2 separate regions of the Oryctolagus cuniculus genome follow, and region 1 is linked to region 2. A link is a contact called in public Micro-C data. All regions are on one chromosome and are shown on one strand. The core of a region is the stretch at or near the end of the contact, and the rest is flanking DNA. Distances in the headings are between cores, read along the strand shown. Region 1 holds the start of SRSF5 (serine and arginine rich splicing factor 5). Region 2 holds the start of ERH (ERH mRNA splicing and mitosis factor).

Region 1 (6,143 bases), core at 2,848-5,347, 320 kb before region 2:
AACGGCTGTAAGACTTGCGACTACGGGAACGAGACCGGCTACGAGACCTAGAGGAACTCCTGGTCCGGGATCGAGACCTGCTTCTTGACCTACTATGAGAAAAGAAGGGGGGGAGGGTCAGCCCATGTGATAAGCCCCACAAACCCATTAAAAAGCCCCTGTGATTTGGAATTATTAAAAATACCTGTGTCTTTTGCTGCCTTCGATTAATTTTATTTTTCTCCCATTTATTTCCTTTCCAGAAAGTTTTTCAATAGCATTCTTTAAATCACCATAAGAGGCAAACTCAACCACCCTAAAATGATGGGAGGAAAAAAAACCATTTTCAGAATATATACACCCCATTATCTTGCAAACGGTGTAGATGAGCAGTTCCTCTGTTTTGCTCTTGCTGCATCAAGCCTTATTTCTGACAGACAACACTCCTTAGAGTCAACTCTTGGCACTGCTGACATTTTGGCCAGGTAATTCTTTATTGTGGATTAACTATCCTGTATATTGTGGGGTGCTGTAACAGCATGCCTGGCTTCTACCTGCTACATGCCAGCAGCACGCCCAACCAGTTTTTACAAGCAAATTTATCTCCAGGCACTGCCTCGTGTCCCCTGTGCAGCCACATTTGTCTCCAGTGGAGAACCACTACATTCCAGTACATCCAAATCGTAAGTCTTATCTATGGAAAAAAAGTTAGGGTATTTAAAGGCTTTCACAATCTCCAATATACACTCACCCTTCATTTAATTTAGGTCGATGTGCATCCGCAAAGGTTACTTCCCCAGCTTGCCTCATGAAATCTTTGAGATCCTTAACACAAGATAATTGTGTTATGCGGAGAAGAGGAAAGGTGACACACAAACAAGCACATGGTATAAAAACAAGACTACTGAAAGAGAAGATGTTAGATATACAAACATGGCATTTACCACACTTGTATTCTATCAGAATTCAAAAAGTATCTATCAGGGCACGAAATAAGCAAATAGCATATTGCTTTTAAGCAAAATGCTAAAGGAAATTCAGATTTTAACATTAAAGTAGTATTAGTCTATACTGAGTTCAGTACAAAGGGGAAAAAAACAAACAAAAAAACAAAAAAACAAAAAGAAACAATACAAATTTTAAAGTAAAGACTAAAGTAGAAGATTTATATTAAAAAAAAAAAAAAACAGAACATTTACAAGACACCAGTTATTTTGTGCCCCATATGCCATTAAAAAAGTTTACTTTACCTTTATTAATATTTCCCTAGGCTAGTCAAGCAGCAAACCATTTATCGGTCGGAGAAACCTTCATGACATAGGCCCGACTGGCTCTTCGCCACCCACTTGAAGGATACTACCCAATCGCTGGAAGCCTTTAATCGCACAGCCCCTCCCTATCAGCGGACTACTGGCGATGCAGACATGTTCTACTCTTGAGCAGTTACCAAGGACCACTGCACTGCGATCAGGACGCCAACGAACACCTAATTGCGTATCTTTCAACTCTTTTCGACCAGGACCTCTTATTCGGAAGCGTTACAGGAAGACAGCTTTCAACTTAGGGATCAGATCACGTTATCAACGCTCTGGGATCGCTGCAACCTGGCACTTCAAGGAAGTGCACCGATTACGTCTAGACCGGCAAACACAGATCTAGAGGTGGCCAATTGATCACTGTAGGAGCTGACTGGCAAAGTCAACCAGGCCCAACCAAGAGTGACCAAGACAACGATTAGGATAACCCACAGGCACTCCTCGTCATAAGGCCAACGACACAGATAGGCTGGCAAATAAAGGGTTTAATATTTGGTTAAAATTGATTTTTCAAAACAAGAAAAATATCCTCAAAACATTTACATTTGATTAGTTAATAATAAAATATCCCCCAATTACAATTAATTAATTTAACTTTACAATTACAATTCCATTAAAATAAATTAATTAAAGATAAAATTACTTTTAATTTTAAAACATTAATAAAACATTAGCTACCCATTAATATTTCTTTTAAAAAAATCCACATCAAAATAACGCAAAAACCGTATTTCAACAAACCTGCCAGCTGACTCTTGAGGATAAATTCTCAACTATAAGTCGATTTTCTGTTCTTACAGGTGGAGCATTTCTGAGGAAGAAAATGAGTATTCACAATGGAAGCAATGCAGTGCCGAGCGCACTTCTAGTGTTCAACCCTGGACAAGCTCAAACACTCAGCCGTGACAAGTCACCAGGTGACTTCCATCAACACTTTCTGTGTTATTCTGTGACTCATTACAGACTCACCAGGACCAGTGAGCTAACACAGGAACACACCAGACTCAAGTCCCAGCATCATTTACTGTTAATGGTTCCTCAGGCTTAAACCAAGTCCCGGTAGCCAGAATCAGCAGCAGTCCTCCGCCCATCACATACCGTCTATCATTTCGAGGTCTGCGACTACTAAATCGGTCAGAATATCGTCCTCTACCTCTTCCACCTCGAGACCGAGCCCGAGCGTGTTCAATAGTTACCCTACAGAAACAAGAACGAGCCCGCGTTATACACTCAAGCTGTACGGGAGCGAGCCCTGTTTAAGATAACATCCCGGCCGCCTTGGTCTGCTCCATTTTGCACTAAGAACCTCTCACCTTTCACTGCAAAGTTCTTTTCCATCAAGTTCATATACGGCATCATCTGCATCCCTGGGATCCTCGAATTCCTACAATAAAGTGTAAGACGCTTAGCGCGGCTGCATGTGTGGACACAACATACAAACACTAAAAGCAGGGCAGGGGAGGGGAGGCAGAGCATCAAGACATGACCACGCAGATAAACCTCATCAAGAGGGTGACTCGGCTGGGGATCCCAGTCAGCCAGCGGGTTCTTTAAGACAATTCGCTAACTTTTATGCTGCAGACACAATATTCTACCTGGACACGGTACTGCTCACCCAAAGCTTTACCCACTCAACAACCCTTGTTCTGAATACTCACCACGAAACCAAAACCCCTTTTCAGATCAATATCCCTTATCCGTCCGTAGCCCTTGAAGAACCTCTCCACGTCTTTCTCCCTGGCCGCCGGATTTAGCCTCCCGATGAACACTCGACAGCCGCTCATGGTGTCCGGCTAGCGCTTCCTGCCAGAGAATCAATCAATCGAGACAATACCAATGAAGGGCGCAGAGGAATGCCGGAAGAAGCCACCGAACGCATCACACGTAGCTTAAAACTTTTACCCGGCAGGGTGACAACACGGCCGCCTCCCAACGCGACCCCCCGGCTCTCCCCCTACCCCCGGGGCCCCGGACCGCAGCAACCGCAACGCCCACTGCCACCTCTCGCACTGCGCAGCCGCGCCGCCGCGCGACGCCCCGGCCCCCTCCCTTCTGCCGCAGTTAGGAAAGGCCGAGAACCGCAGGCGGAGCCGACCCCGCCCTCCGCGAGACCAGCCCAATGGCAGAGGCCCGGCGCGTCACAGGGGGCGGGAACCTGCGTCTCGCGAGACCGCGGCCGCGCCTGCGCACACAACGAAGGGCGGGCACTCGGCGGCCCCAAGATGGCGGCCGCGGAGTCAGCGCCGGGCAGAGTAGCGCGAGCCAAATTCTCCCTCTCCCTCCCCGGTGCCACCATTCCGGACTCATTCTGCCCGCCCGCAGGTGGCCCCCGCGCCACACCCTGAGCAAAAGTCAGAGCCGCCTAGGCCCACGACTCGGGGCGGCTGGATAACGAAGCCGCAAGAGTGGCAGGGAGGGGCGCGCAACCCCTGTGTACAAACGACCGCAAACATGACCACCCCTCCACCTTCACTACCCCTCAAGCAACACCAAAAGGGAGACGTGCCCCAGCGCCCACCTCGAGTCAACTGCGTTCATTAGACGCCGTCCTCCGCAAAGAGAGCAGCCCCGACCACTCGCGACCTGAGGGGCCATGGAGAAGCCTCGATCCGAGAAGCCTTGCCCTCAAAGTGAGCCACTCACCTACCGGACAGGATCTTTGGCAGCTGAGACCCAGAGAGGTCCGTAGTCTGCGACGGAGTCGTCAACCTCCCTGCAGACCAGAACTTAACTCGTCTACGCCTCTCGACAACTGACGCACTTAGTAGCGCTGGCGTTCCACAAAATGGAGGGCGCGTCCCTACGTCACTTCCGGGACCGCCCATGGGGCTGTGGTGCACACCCTGTTGGGTCCAGCGCCGGAAGCTTCCGCAGGGCAAGGGTCTTCCTACCGCGACCCCTAGAGCGACCCTCAGACTGCGGTGGGTGGGGTCGGGGGCGGAACGGCAGGTGCTTCGGAGCGGTAGCCGTTGGAGACGTTTGCTTCTCCTGAGGCGTGGAGTTCGGATCATTTACATCGTTCCCATAAAAGTCTCTTAAAGCAAATTGGACCCTTTTCTGTATCCGGAATTTTCCTCGGGTACCCAGAAGATTACGAGTGATTGAAACTCGGGCTCTGTAAAAAGACCTGGCTGCCCTGACTCCGTGCTGCGCGCTTCATGTGGTTTCACTCAAGGCCAGGGCGCTCCTTGATGCTCAAGTCAATCGCCATGGACATATGGTAGTGAGAAGACCTAAGGAACAGAATAATTTTTTTTAATGGAAGGTTTTTTGAGTCATGAAATCTTAAAATGGAGACTATAGCGTGAAGGCCCTCTTGAATTGAAACCGGAATATGGTTTTCTGCCTTGCCACCACTCTGCAACTGAGCTGGCTTGAAGAGGTTTCCAGCTGCCTTAAGTCCAAATGGGATTTGGTTAATCCGCCCTGTTCAGGTTTCTGTAATGAAACACATGAAAGCCTACAATTCTTCAGCGACACAATTTGTGTTGTGCTGTTAAAGTGGGTGTGCAACAGGGCAAATACGTGGGTATTTGAACTCCAGTGTTTTCTCAATAAGGTTGCCAGGCCTAGAATCTTAGGTGTAAAGAGAACTCTTCTTTAATGCTTTTAGGTGGAAACCAAGGCACTCCATTTCTGAGCAGGCCCAGCATCTAGCGTTACATGCTTGGAACTAGAATTACACAGACAGAAAATAGTTCAAGCAGAAGAGCAGCTAGCCTTACCCGTGACCTCTGGAATGGGGCCCTCAGGAAGTCTGGATGAGAGCATGGAGAGTTTGTATGGGGCCAGCTCTTCCATTCACACAGTTTTAAATGCAAATAGCCCCAGTGGGGGCAAACAGTGTTATGAAGTTACCTATGGTGTGGGGAATTAGGATGGATTTTAAAGATGGTAAGTATTTGTTGAAACTTTATCTTTCCCTGTTGGCTCAATACACTCATTGGCATTTTAAAGTGTATCTCTTGCCCATGGGGCTGGTGTTGCTCCACAGTAAGTTAAGCCAATGCCTGTGATGTCCGCATCCCGTATGATCACCAGTTCTAGTCCTAGCTGCTCCATTTCCAATCCAGCTCCCTGCTAAAGCAACTGAGAAAGCCGCAGATGGTGGCCACTCTAGTCGGAGACCAGGATGCAATTCTAGACTCCTGGCTTCCACATGGCCCAGCTCTGGCTGTTGCAGGCATTTGTGGAATGAACCAGCAAATAGAAGATGGGTCTCTCCCTCTCATTCTCGCCCTCCTTCTCTCTAAGTCTTCCTTTCAAATAAATCTTCAAAACAAAACAAAAATATGTGCTCTTATTGGATTTGCATGGTTTCTACATAGTTAAAAATGAGATCTTTCAATTATTTTCTACATTTTGTAGTGGAAGCAACTGCTTATCATTACACTCACTATATTTTTGCTGTGATCAGCAAAATGTGAAAAAGATTTCTTGAAGTAGAAGAACAAGAAAGATGATGCTGTATGTTACCAAAAAAAAAGTTGCTGCCTTCAGCCTACAGTGGTGTGATTTTCTTCAGGACTAATTTTTTATAAGCGTTTCTCACTTGAGTTATTTACTGTTAAAAAATTTTTGAGTTCCACAAAAGCAATTTTTCCATGATACTGCCTAGTGATGCAATTTTAAAACACTTGCCTTCTGCAACGTCTGTTTTTTCCATGACTACCTAATGCCATGTCCCCCTCCTGGAGTGTTTCTTCCCACTTTCTCCAATAAAAATTGTCTTCTGTCAGCAGAATTACTCTGCCTCTTATGTGATCCTACAATATTTTGTTCGTTCTCATCATTCCTTATTACTGTCATATCAAAGATACATCATATTTGTCTTTTCCAGAAATGCCA
Region 2 (6,094 bases), core at 1,466-3,965:
TTATCACCAGTTTCACAATATATCCATCCATCCTGATAGCATACTCTGTCTAGAAAACATGCTGAGTTCTTGGGGAAAGAAAACATCAGCTGTATTTTAAGTTGTACTTTGTTATATTTAACTCCTTACTGTGTTACACCCTTGGACAGAGGTGAACCACCTTATACAAGTCATGTACCTTTTTTTTTTTTTATGTTTATTTGTTTTCATCTACTTGAAAGGTGAGGGTGGGGGGTGGAATATCTTCTGCCCACAAGAGCCAGGGCTGGGCCAGGCTGAAGCAGGAGCTTTGAACTCCATCCAGGTCTCCTAGGTGGGTGGCAGGGGCCCAGGCATTTGGGCCATTTTCTGTTGTCTCTCAGGATGCATCAGCAGGGAGCGAGATCAGAAAGAGCCAGGACTCTGATATATGGGATGTGGGCATCCCAATAGTGGCTTAAACCTCTGTGCCACAACCAGGTCCCAGGTACCATGTACCTTTGCCTCAGTGAGCAGAGTGGCTAAGAACTGCTGAGACAGAACCATCAAGATTTTTAAAACAGCTCTAAACGCAGTATACTGCATGAACTTGCTCAGCTCACACGATCTGAGTCTGTTTCCTCATCGAGTATTAAAATGAAGTCAGGTAATGCACATCATAAAAATAAAACGTTATCATTAGATGCTGAGGGGTGCAGCAAAAAAGGAAAACAGAAAAGGAACGGTAACGCCTGCAGCCTCCCTTCCATCTGGCTGCGAACTTCCAGCACTTCGCCCCAGCTACTCCGCCAGTGGGCTGCTTTTCCCTCCTCACCGTCTTCAAGGCCGCCTCGCACCTCACCCCGGTTCCCTGTCCTCGCCTCTCTAGGGCCCTCTGCTCTCCCCTTCCCTCTGAGGGCACTTTCAGGACACGCGTCACTGAGGCAGGACAAACTCACAAGAACCTGCTACTTCTGAATCACCATTTCTCTCCCTACCCTCTCACCGCGGGCACATTCGACAATATCAAGAATCCACGTGCATTCGCACTGAGCAACGCTCTCATCTATCCTCTTCCCCTGCTAATGTGTATTCCACGAATGACAACCAAATTAACCAAAATGTGACAACACATTAACCAAAAATGCATTTCAAAGCAAACAGGGATGAAAACTTCAGAACAGAATTTCAATGCTTTTCTTTAAAAGGAAATGTAACTTAAAAACCACTTGTGTTTTTTCCCCCTTACATTCACAGCGATCTGCGATCTAAAAAAAAAAAAAAAAAAAAAAAAACAGAAAAACAAAATATTTCACTTTCTCAAGAAGAGAAGTCATCACATTGATTTGAACACATATGGACAAACAACATTCTCCATTTATCTTCTCGCTAACAATCTAGAGCCTGATTCCTTGAAACTTCTGGGAATCTTTATAAGCGGTTTCAGAATATCCCAAGATCTTCCGTGGAGTACCCACCCACCCAAGACGAAGAATTCTGGCTCTATCTAAGGTTTGGTTCTATTACTTAAATGCTACCCATCTTTTCTTCCTTGATGGGGCCGCGAGCTCGGAGACGAACCAGGAAGCAGCTCCCCCTTGCCACTGTCACTACCGGCCAGGAGCCATCCTGACAGCGGACACAAAACGTAGAATCTCTTACCTCTGAGAAATTAACAGCCAGGGGAATGATGCCAGCCACGTAACATCCCACCAACATAGCCAGAGAGAGCAAGCTAATGGAGAGGAAATCATCCATTCTGCCCTCGTTCATCCAACCACCACCACCAGACCACAAAATTCCAGTGGCTCCAATGGGTGCTTAGCTTCTTGACACACGTGCCGCGGTTCCAAGAGAACAAGTGCGCTCGCCAGTCCTTGCGACCTCCCCACCTGCGGCTGTGTCCACGAGGCACCTTTCTCTCGCACGTACCTGCCAAGAGCCCCTTTTTGCTGATATTAGCACCAGAGAGAACTTTTCAGCAATCCTGGGCCCCTGCCAATGCCTGTCACTGGGTTCTCGGGGGGTAAAGAGCACTGGGGAAATGGGCGAACGAGCGACTTCTTCGATCTTCGGAATGAGGGTGCACAACGGCACCCCCCCACCCCCCAGACAACGTCCCAGGCGGCAGCAGGAAAGGCAGCACAGTCCAAGCGAACCCGCGCGTCGTGGCGGCGACCCTGGTTTCCCTGAGGCGGGCCCCGCGGGTGATCCGCCCCCCAGGGATGGGACCAGCCCACCAGTCCCAGCAAACTCTCCGCCAAGTCTGGACGAGGGAAATGAGTCCTGTAGGTCTCTAACGAAGAGTCCTAGAGGTTCAGCAGCGAAGCTGACATAAAGCTGTCTCTGCCCTACACCCGGCGCTGCCCATGCTATTCCACTCCGCCGGGCCTTGACTCGGAGTCACGGATACTACAGCTGCCATGGCCGCCAAGTGGCACCTCTTCATTACATCCACTTCCGGATTGCCTCACTGGCCCCGGCTTCAGAAAAGCACTTCCGGGTTACAACCGACCTATGGCCCGGGCTACTTATGCGGCCGCCATTTTTGAGTAGGGCTGGTGAAAAAATGACCGGTGTCCCTGTCTATACCGGCCATCATTCTAGTCGTACTTCTAATAAAAAGGGTACGGGAAATAGAGTCTTGAAAAAGAGCGTTCTTTTTACAGCGCCGAAGCTTTCCCTACGTAGTTCTTCGCCCTTATCCAAGATGGCTGAAGCCGAGTCAGTATCTGCTCTAGCTGCCGGAAGCGTGTGCGTCTCTATGGTACGAAGGTTCTCTTCGCGTCGCGCTCCCGACGATTTCCGGCGGCTCCTCTCGCGGGGATTGGCTGTTGGCGGCGTTGCGGCTAAGCTCGTGTGCGGCGGCGGTGTCGGCAGCGGCTGCAAAGAGAAGAGTTTGGCGCGATGGTGAGAAAGGCCCTTGCGGCTCCCCGAGGCCCCCGTTTTGCAAGCGACCTCAGTCCCGTACATCTCCCCAGCCTCTTGCCCTGACTCTCCCAGCGCGCGCGCTTGCAGCTCCCCGTCCCTGCAGCTCGTGGCTCGACCCTTCCCCTTCCCGCCGCGGGGACGCGGGGCCTGGCTGTAGGCCCCGGAGCCCGGGTCCGCCCTACGGTTGCGCGCCCGCCTGCTGGCTCGAGCGAGGCGTGCCGTGGGTCTGCGGATACGCTCGCTCTCTCTGGCCGCTGGGTGGAGGGAGGCGTGAGGGTGCTGCTCCTTCCCTCCAAGCATGCTGCTGTAGGAACAATGGCCGAGAGACGTCTGACAAACCCCTTCCCGAAACTGACAGAATCGCCGGCTTCCTGGAGCCAGCCTGTGAGCCCAGAGGGGTCGTGTTGGCTCCGAAGGGGGCTTCCTCAGCCGTTCCCTTTTGTTTTCCAGCGCCCTGCCTGCCCCCCACCCCTTATTTTTTACCTCCTTTTTCGCCTTCTCTGAGACTCCTAGGTGCCTCATTGGGCTTCTGCCTCCGCCTTCAGTCTTGTTCTTAGCCCTTCTTAAGTCCCTGGGGACCAGAGGCAGACAAGGTGGGGTCCCGGGCCGGGCCTCCCGACGCCTGTGAGCGGGGCGGCGGGGCGATGGGTGGGCTTTTGTCTCTAGATCAAGAGAGAGGAATCGGGGCTGCCTCCACACGTAGACTTTCCTTTTCTGGTTGCCGCGGGGGTTAGCAAGGAACTTCTCCAGGTGTGCTTTGCTGAGTTGAGCTGCTTCATTGTTTGGCCCAACATGGTCTCCCGAAGAGGACTGAGTTAGACCATCTTTCCGGTTCCATAACCAGCAGTGTGACCTTGGGCAAGTCGTTGGACCTCTGAGTTTCCTTCCCTGGCTTTATGTCACCATGTGGTACTGTGTCCGAATGCTTAGATTGAAACCTGAGAAAGTCCCAGTAACAGGTCCATCCCGCGTCGGATGGATGTGGGCAACAGTTACTTATCGAAGTAGGCTGAGGATCAGAACTTGTAAGTGTCCCTTCCTTCCTTCTGTAGCATTCCACCGACATAGCCAGGGACAGAAGACCAGACTTTGTCCCTCCCTCCCTCCCCTTCCCTGGTAGTTTGGGGGAAAGCATTTGAAGCTAATTGACGTATTGTGGCATTTCAGCAGTAGCAGACTGACCTCTTAGAGTTCATGTTTGGGGGGCGGTTACCCCTTCATCCGAGTGAATCGCTACTGCTTGGTAACCAGAGAATAAGGATTTTATTAAGGAAATGGGTTTTCACAGTCTTCTTATTGTGTAGATAGAAGATCATAGATGTATATGCTATAAACTAGATTTATAAGAGGAAAAGCACTCCCCTGAGAAAGGACCATAGAAAGCAAGGACCAAATCTGTCCAGAAGGGAAAAGAGTGATAAGGCAAATATGTTTGGATTTCTAATAAAACCGAAGTGTTCTAAAAAGAGCTCCCAAGAAGAAAGTGGAAGGGTATAGTGATCCTTAAAGGCTTGGTAACAGGGAAGCACTGCCACTTAAAAATGGCAGCCATCTTGAGTGCAGTTTTTAGAATTTAGGTTTTTAGAATTTAGTCAGGTTCCACTCTTAGTAGTTTTAAATCCTTATCTTTGGGCAGCAGTATTGAAAAGCCCCAGGGGAACCAGCGCTGTGGCACAGTAGGTTAGTCCTCCGGTTCGAGTCCCAACTGCTCCTCTTCCGACCCAGCTCTCTGTTGTGGCCTGGGAAAGCAGAAGATGACCCAAGTCCTTGGACCCCTGCACCCGCGTGGGAGGCCGGGAGGAAGCTCCTGGCTGGTGCAGCTCTGGCCATTGCAGCCATGTGGGGAGTGAACCAGCACCAGGTTCATTTTAAGGCTAGATGTTTTGGCCAGGAAAAATACGGTCTTGCAAAAGAGAAGAAAAAACAAGAGTGCGTTGATTGGGGATTGAGTTTATGGTGGAGTTGCATCACACTAGCATCTAACTAATGAACCTTAGGTGGCAGGTAATTGGGCAGGCTCAGTCTCAGTGGAGAGCGATGCACAGCTGAGGGAGATTCCCCGTCTTCACTCCCGCCTGTAGGGGGCATTTGGCAATGTCTGGGTATATTTTTGGTTGTCACAGCTTTGGCAGGAGGGAGGGTTAGAGTTTGCAGAAGCAGTCATGCAGGACTGGGAGGCTGAGGGACTTAGGAATCCAGTCTCTGATCCACACTTGGGCAGAGACGTAATTACTGTTGGGAGGGGAGGGACTGGGCATTTGTGGCTTAGTGGGGGGATGTCCACATCCCATATCAGAGTGCAGGTTCCCAACTACTCCAACTTCTGTTCCAACTCCCTTGTAATGTACCTGGGGAGCAGCAGGTGATGGCTGAGAGCGCTTGAGTTGCTGCCGGCTGCGTAAGCAGATCTGGATGGAGTTCCTAGCTCCTGGCTGTTGCGGCCACTTAGGGAGTGAGCCAGTGGATAAAAAATTGAGGTTCTCTCTCTATCGACCTTTCAAATAAATAAAACTGTCAGATGAAGACACTGTGTTTTAATATAATGATTATGTCATGAATAAGGATTGTATACGATACTGTGGATTTCTCCAGTAGAAACTTAGACACTTACATTGAAATCACTTCTTCCCTTGCAGTCTCATACCATTTTGCTGGTACAGCCTACCAAGAGGCCAGAAGGCAGAACTTACGCTGACTATGAATCTGTGAATGAATGCATGGAAGGTGAGCTTAACACCCATCGGGGGCAGAAATCTTTGAGGTTTTTTTTTCCCCACTGAAACTTACTATTAAAATGTGTTTTGTTTAGAAACTGGGTTTGTTTTTCTCCATAGATTTCTGAATGTATTACTTTGTTAGGGAAAAGTAGATACTTAGGATAGACCGTACTTGTTGAATATTTCAAACATGAACTATGCACACGGTCTTTTCCTGCTGCAAGTATGCATTTCAAACCCAAGCCCTGTATATAACAAATAACTTCCCAAGGCTTCTCACTGTTTTCTGAGTACATTGCTGATTGTTACTTGGTCGTGCTGCAGACATCCGTAGATAGCCCCATACGTTCTCGTTAGAACTAGCACTGGAGTTGCTAAGCCGCTAGGGACAGCTTCTGAATTTTAGATTGCTGATTGTACATAGAAACGTTAAGAGCATTGAGATTTAGTTACAGCCATCAGAGTGTTGTTAGAAATTAAAGCTTAGC

Evidence for each region. A called contact is a pair of places that touch in the nucleus more often than the background predicts.
Region 1: a Micro-C map of ear pinna shows a contact between it and region 2, with 6 times the contacts expected there. The contact joins the promoter of SRSF5 here to the promoter of ERH in region 2. A contact is called at or near these places in 2 of 6 Hi-C or Micro-C datasets (ear pinna and an unstated tissue).

What each region holds. Positions count from the first base shown.
Region 1 is chr20:15,600,087-15,606,229 of mOryCun1.1, reverse strand. It overlaps SRSF5 (serine and arginine rich splicing factor 5), which reads right to left and starts at 4,097. Exons shown (of 8, transcript XM_008248574.4): 1 at 3,814-4,097; 2 at 2,954-3,098; 3 at 2,609-2,679; 4 at 2,394-2,492; 5 at 2,037-2,106; 6 at 731-804; 7 at 185-295; 8 at 1-92. The coding sequence starts at 3,079. LOC138847204 (a long non-coding RNA gene) reads left to right here and starts at 4,984. Exons shown (of 2, transcript XR_011384881.1): 1 at 4,984-5,189.
Region 2 is chr20:15,278,771-15,284,864 of mOryCun1.1, reverse strand. It overlaps ERH (ERH mRNA splicing and mitosis factor), which reads left to right and starts at 2,715. Exons shown (of 4, transcript XM_002721665.5): 1 at 2,715-2,868; 2 at 5,526-5,613. The coding sequence starts at 2,866. It overlaps SLC39A9 (solute carrier family 39 member 9), which reads right to left and starts at 2,438. Exons shown (of 7, transcript XM_002721664.5): 1 at 1,621-2,438. The coding sequence starts at 1,731.